Linked DNA regions of Zea mays: region 1 is linked to region 2. A link is a contact called in public Hi-C data. All regions are on one chromosome and are shown on one strand. Each heading gives the region's core, a stretch centred on a gene start, on an enhancer-like site or on the middle of the called end of the contact. The rest is flanking DNA. Distances are from core to core; before and after follow the strand shown. Region 1 holds the start of LOC103626301 (D-xylose-proton symporter-like 2). Region 2 holds the start of LOC100192845 (putative NADH dehydrogenase [ubiquinone] 1 alpha subcomplex subunit 12).

Region 1 (3,331 bases), core at 135-2,634, 200 kb after region 2:
TACGACACTAGAGTAAGTGCTCATTGATTTATCTATTTTATATATACCAACTACTTAGATTATTGATATAGACTTTCATCCTGCTACATTACAGGATGACATGAGTACGAAGTTTCAACCCTTTTAAGATAGAAATATCTGTCAAAGACCTACAAAACATATTAATGATAAATCAAGATATGACACTAAGATGTTTTGACATGGCTGTTCGGCTGCTTGCCAATAAAGAGTCACGTAGACCGAAAGGAGAAATCATGAAGAATAGAAAGCATTATATGGACATGCGTTTCTGGGTAAGTTTGTTTCCAATCAATAATGTATTACGCATATAGTATCTACATCTAATCCTCATGTGAAAATGTATATATAATTATCCAGAGAATGGTTGGTTTTGGTAAACTTCTAAAGTATCATCAGGACCATACAACAGAAGAGTTAACCAAAACACTCGATTGTTGGCCATCAATGAATTATTATATCACAGGATGTAGATATGTAAGTATGTGTTCATTTCGAATGTATTTATAAAGGGCACTTCTTTGCAATCCTAATGACTGATATTTTGCAGGTTCTTATGCCATGGACATTCAACGGATGTTACGCCCTTTTCGTAATAGATCATGTTAAAAAGCACGTGACTTTTATCGACTTTACACTAACTCAAGATTTGTATAAGCACATCCATACAAAGAGGTTCGTGGAAGCGATTATCATGATCTCAGAAAAATATAAGATTGCCTACAACAAAAACGTTTTGGATGGGCAGATGATATTTTTAAGTGAGAATATACAATTCGGACTGATGTTCCAATTGATTAAGAGAGTATTCTCTTCGTACCAGCTTCTCAGCAGTTTAAATTTTTCTATGATAATAATTTAATATAACATAGTTGGCCAAACATTATTCTATTGGCTTAATACCAGCTACCTCATTTTACAAGCTATGACCATGTGGGGGAATGACAGATGGATGAAATTTGTTAGGGTGAGTGTAGTACATACGTTTCATGTTCAAACATACATTACGGTTACATAATACAAATTTGATATTTTGTTCTCTTATGTCTTTATGTGTTGGATAGATTCTTCGAAGGAACTTTGTGATTGATCTGTTAAGTTATGAGAACAATTCGTGCTGATATATTATCCCTGCAAACATACAACAACGACTTATCGATATTTCTAAAAAGGATTAGATTAGCGTATGATTGTCGACATTATAAATTCTAAATTGACTCTTTAGAAATAATTTATGTGATATTAATAATATTTATCATATGAATTTTGTATATTATAGAAATATTTATCGTCCCGTTTCAATATTTCGTACAGTTTTTTTACTTTCGTGGTAACTAATAAAAAATGACGAATGGACTTGGCGGACAGCCGCATTCTAGTATAGTGCAGACGTGCCCGGCTGCATCACCGATCTCTCTCCCTCCCTCGCTCGTCGCTTCCGCAGGGGCAGCCGCAGCACCGCAGCTACCTACCTACCCACACACGCGATTCACGCAAGCACACGCAGCCGCTCCTTCCGTCCTCAAACCACAGGCGGACCCTGACGAGACGTACAAGAACCTCCACCAGGCCATTGAGCCCTTGACCGTGTACGCAAACGAACACGAAGCCTAGCTCCTCCCCAATGGCCTCCCATCCTCCTCCTGCGGAGCCGTCTTCTAAGTCAAACAAGGTACGGATGGACGGGCATCCCCTCCCGACCTGGGCTCCAGCAACTAACTAGTTCGATTACCGCTTTCGTTCTGTTTTAGCTTCTTGAGCTTTTCATCTTCTTTCTACTCATTGATCCATGTCCCCGTCGTCCTCGATTGTGCTTGCGCCAGCAGGGGCAGAGCGAGCACGAGGAGATCCACGTCTCCTCGGGCGGCGTTCTGGCTTACACCGACGACGATGACTGCGAGAGCAGGCGCCCCTTGCTGCTCAGGACTCCCGCCTCCGCCGAGTGCTACTCCGTCTCCGCCGCCGTCTTCCCGTGAGTCTAATAAGCACCCCTCTCCACTCCAATACTCCATTCTTCTCTCATACTCTACTTACTACGGTACCTTTCACGAATCGTACCGTGCGCTCACCTCAGTCAGCATATACCCTAAATCTTGCTCTCAAAATTGTGCCTCATCTCCGATCTCTCCATGAAATGGATTACAGCTTCTTCTCAAGCCTCTCGCCCAAAAGTCTCTGCTCTGCCTTTTACTGCAGAAATTTCGTAGTCTCCGCTCCTTCCTGTCATGTCACCTAACAGATTAATGCTTGACAACAAACTTTCAGATTTTCAGGCAACAAGAATGCTTGTCATTCCTCCATAAAAAATCAACCTTTACTGCACACATGTACATATTCTTTTAATGAGACACACATGTACGGTTTACCTTACCGAAGTCTTGGCTCTGGTGAATCTGTTGCAGGTTTCTCTTTCCAGCTTTGGGAGGCCTTCTGTATGGCTATGACATTGGGGCAACATCCGGTGCAACCATATCGCTCAAGGTATCACATGAGCGCTAATCTTATTCCTGTTTGCTTCTAAAAATGCCGCATTAGACTTGCACATCAATTCGGTTAATATTGCTAATTTGACTGCCATCAAACCTATTTTGCAGTCGTCGACATTCAGTGGTACTACTTGGTACAATTTGTCATCTGTGCAAACGGGTCTTGTGGTAATGCTTTACTATGCATCAAAAACTATTTGAGCAAAGGTTGGGTTCATTAACTGGTGTCCCATTGCTGAATGATGTAATCACCCGCTATGCGTGATGCAGGTCAGTGGCTCACTGTATGGTGCTTTGATCGGCTCCGTCTTGGCATATACAATTGCAGATTTTTTAGGTCTTTCACCGCTCATCTTTTTCATGCTACTGCTGATCTATGGCGTAATTTAGTTTGGTCATCTCATTATTATTTATCCTAACTACCTTCTGCAGGACGACGTAAAGAGCTTATCCTTGCTTCTATCTCATATTTTATTGGAGCCTTTCTGACAGCAGTAGCACCCAATTTCACTATCATGGTGGTTGGCCGCTTTTTATATGGCATAGGAATTGGATTGGTAATAGAATCTCTAGTCATAGTTGACACTGCACATTGCCTAGCATATGACCACACACATTTCTTTATGAGGCCTTATATTTGTTTTGGGGGCAAAAACAAAGATATGATGCTTATGCAAGTTGCTTTAATCAGGCTATGCATGCTGCTCCAATGTATATTGCAGAGACTGCACCGAGCCAGATAAGAGGCATGCTCATTTCTCTAAAGGAGTTCTTTATTGTTCTTGGGATGCTTGTAAGTGTATACTGTTTTTTTTCTTTATCACCAC
Region 2 (3,742 bases), core at 503-3,002:
ATCAAGAGAAAATTCTCTGTATGCCACTGCAATTTTGTCCAGTACCTTATTTGTAATCGCAAATGTCCTAATCCCTTCTATGCCACTCGGACACAATTGCTTCCCCTTCCATGTCATTGCCAGTGGCATAAAGGGTAAGAAAATTGCATGTCCTAATACCTACTATGCCGCTGGCGATGGCATTGAAGGGTAAAAAATTGCATCCGAGTGACATAGAAGGAATTAGGATATTTGTGATAGCAAATACGGTACTAGACAAAATCACAGTATACAAGGAAATGCCCCTAAAAACAACCATGGGACATCAACTACCAGAACAGAGTTTACTCACCGTACTGAGTGTCATGTAGTTTCTCATAGTATTTGTTTCCAAACTTGTCAACTCCTACAAGTGTTGCTCCAATATTGTGAATTTTCGTTTGCCTGAAAATAATAGTTGTGCTGACAGTTTGAGACACATAATCACACCCATTCCTTGAAAATGGAGGAACAGTTAGGTGACCACTTACAAAAGGTTCCCGTCCAGAAGGCATTTGCTGTAAATAACAAGATGTTAGAATATGGCAAAAACACATTTACATATGCATTGTAGAATTTAGCAACGTCTCCTAACCGGGGAACTCATATCAGGCATGACACAAACAATCCCAGGAAATAGAAAAATGTGACAGACAATTTACATGGTGACATTCCATCAGAAAAGTAAAGGATCATAAGTACAAGACAGCCACACGTTCATGGCTACTATTGATATTCATGGCCATACTGTGTCATTTTGAAGGACTCCAGGTGAAAGTGGAAATCGGTAGGTAATTATTGTTGTGAAGTGAGTATAGCCCATCAAGATTGATTATACTAATTATTGGCACATGGAGTAACAGATTATGTTGTTTTCACAATTAATATGACATAATTTGCAATGTCTGGTCAAGCAATTGGATCAGACTGAACACGTATGCACACCAGGAAGGAACTGCTATGAACAATGACGCTAGGTTTGCCAATGCCAAGTCTAAAAAAAGTTGTTCTACTATATACAGGGCTACATGCCTAGTCCATATAGCCTTGGACTTATTTCATCATATAAAAACTCGAGACATGCAGTATAATGCAGGAAAGGTGCATACAAGTGGGTATGGAATGGATGAATCTAACAAGCAGTGGCAAGCAATGAATCTATATTGTATGTGGCACACGAGCAAACAGACAGTTTAGTTGATGTATACCTGATAAAATGAATCCACGCTTGCATATGCAGCATAAGTGATTGTGTTATGCAGCATGAGTGATTGTGGTGCTATGAGAGCAAGTACTATCCTAGACAGTATCGTGGACCAAATAGCGATCCAAAGGTATGTGGAAGATCCCTACTTGTATTTTCCCCTGTCCCAGAGGCCAGAGCGCACACCGCAGCAATAGCCGAATCGAAACAAATTAGAAGTTGGAAAAGTAGTTCGTAAGATCCGCAACAAATAAAGAATACTAGCGGTGAGGAATCTATAAAGCAAGGTAAGAGAGGAGGGGTCTGAATCGAGATCGCAATCGAAATGGGGGACATCTGATCTGCGCAGGGAGAAGATATTGACGGGAGTGGAGGGCTTACAAGTATCCTTCGTCGCGGACGTCGCGGATGAAGTTGGTGAGCCCCTTCTCCTTGATGCCTCTCAAGACGGCACGCAACGCCGCCGCCATGGATACAGGGCACCGGCGGCACGACGACTAACTCGCCTGACCGGAACGAAGGGCGAAAAGGGGTGCGGTGCAAACTGGTCGCTGCTGCCTGCCTTGGCTTGTTGGCTATTCGGTCGGGTTCGGCTCGGCTCAGCCGTGGACTCCGTGCCCATTAATATACTAGTCACTCGTGGCGCGCGCATATGTAAGCAATGTAATATGTATAGAAATAGTATTATATAAATGTTTTTAATAAAAATAATTTAATTGAAATAGATGATAAACATACAAATTTGCTATAATAATTTTCTGGCATATGCTGTTGATTGATAGAAATAAAAAAATTATTCGATTTAAGGTTGTAAAAGTGAAGTACTAATGGTAGAGTATCGATAATTGAGATATATATATACATGCATAGATAGAAAAAAATGTGTGATGTAGCTAGGAATAAAAGAAACATAAGACTGGCATAATATTTATCAGTAGCAAAAGATGGCTGTCACATATTTACATCTAAGTAGGTTGTTTATAACTACATAGTAGCATAGTATATATCTAAGCAGATTGATCACAAGTGCATTGTAGCAAATGATGGTTGCCACCTATTTACATCTAAGTAGTTTGTTCATGACTACATAGTGGGAAAAGATAGTTTGAAGTTGCTGATGTATTATTTATTTGATGGAGCGATCATGGAGTCTTGGTAGCATCGCTGTCATTGAAAGTGCAGCTTGAATCAAGCTCCTTGCGTCTATAATATAGAACAGAGAACAAAAGTCAAATATTTATAAAATTAAATGGCATGTAATAGGATATTACTTTCCTAATAAATAAGAGAAAATGTATTTTAGTACTTATTGGCAAATTGTAAGCATGATAATTAGATTTTTTTTATTTGAGAACTTTTGTTTGAAGTATTATTGTAATAGGAAATTAACAATTTTTTGGTAAGGAGAGACAATAAGATTTTTAGCTATATAATAGAAAGAAATCTGGTTTGCAAAAAACAATAAAAGACTTGTGTAGTAGCATAAGCTGGTACTTTCAAGTTGATTTGATTAACATGCTGATTCTTAACATATAAGTGGTAGTATTAGTAGTGAAGAATGTAACGACATGAACTTGTAGTAGTAAACAGTAAGCACAATTAGTTTCTAAGACTATTATACTTAAATAAATTTTAGTGATGCTATGTACAAAGCTTATTGTCTCATAGACCGTTGTTGTTTATGTAAGAAGTGATATAAAGAATGGTATCTTACTTATGAAAGCATGTACATACTTAATCACAAAGTTGCTAATGAAGATTCATATTCATATTAGAAAAAATGTACAACAACATTAGGTAGGAATTATTGGAGGAAATTAAATTCAGGTAAGTATATGGCATTGAATAAATGGTAACTGGATAGCAGGGTCGATATCAATATCTGTTGCATCAAAATAAAGCTATACTAAAATATTCATGTATGATCGCTAGAAGAGATGTTAAAGTACTGATGTTAGGTAGTAAGAAGATGAGAGATCTGCAATGCCATCAGCAGTACTTAGATAAATAAAAAGGAAGTGTAATAAGAAAGAAATGAAAAGCAACACTATCATATTTTTAGTAACATAATACATATTGTTATTAAATAATTAATATTGAGAAGATCTAATTTTGCATTTAAAATCATTAATCAACAGAGAGGGGAAGATTATAGCTTCCCTATGTACATATTGTTATTATAATTAGATTTGTATTTGAGCAGTTTTATTGGAAGTATTGTTGTAATAGAGAGAATAATAGTTGTTTGGTAAGGAGGGACAATAAGATTTATAGTTATATAATAGAAGCAAATCTGGTTTGTAAAAAAACAATCAAAGACTACTTTCATGTGTCTAGCATTATCTACTTTTTTGGCTAGTAATTAGGTAATGTACATAGGTCTGATTGTTTTGAAAGGTATGAGCTAAAGTTGGTAGAGCAAACCTTTTTGGTGGAGATTCAAAAGTAGCTTTTGTAGGATTAGAGTCCTCTAAAGTGTTTTCTGGCATCTGTTAAGTAAAAATGAATGTATGTATTAAT

What was found. A called contact is a pair of places that touch in the nucleus more often than the background predicts.
Region 1: a contact with region 2 is called in a Hi-C map of endosperm, with 2.3 times the contacts expected there. The contact joins the promoter of LOC103626301 here to the promoter of LOC100192845 in region 2. A contact is called at or near these places in 4 of 25 Hi-C or Micro-C datasets (ear, endosperm, leaf and 1 more).

Annotation. Positions count from the first base shown.
Region 1 is chr5:46,867,150-46,870,480 of Zm-B73-REFERENCE-NAM-5.0, forward strand. LOC103626301 (D-xylose-proton symporter-like 2) reads left to right here and starts at 1,385. Exons shown (of 14, transcript XM_008646691.4): 1 at 1,385-1,690; 2 at 1,845-1,990; 3 at 2,421-2,499; 4 at 2,613-2,672; 5 at 2,775-2,841; 6 at 2,937-3,061; 7 at 3,196-3,297. The coding sequence starts at 1,643.
Region 2 is chr5:46,667,239-46,670,980 of Zm-B73-REFERENCE-NAM-5.0, forward strand. It overlaps LOC100192845 (putative NADH dehydrogenase [ubiquinone] 1 alpha subcomplex subunit 12), which reads right to left and starts at 1,753. Exons shown (of 5, transcript NM_001138035.1): 1 at 1,604-1,753; 2 at 510-536; 3 at 332-423. The coding sequence starts at 1,692. LOC111589305 reads right to left here. Exons shown (of 3, transcript XM_023300114.1): 3 at 3,706-3,742.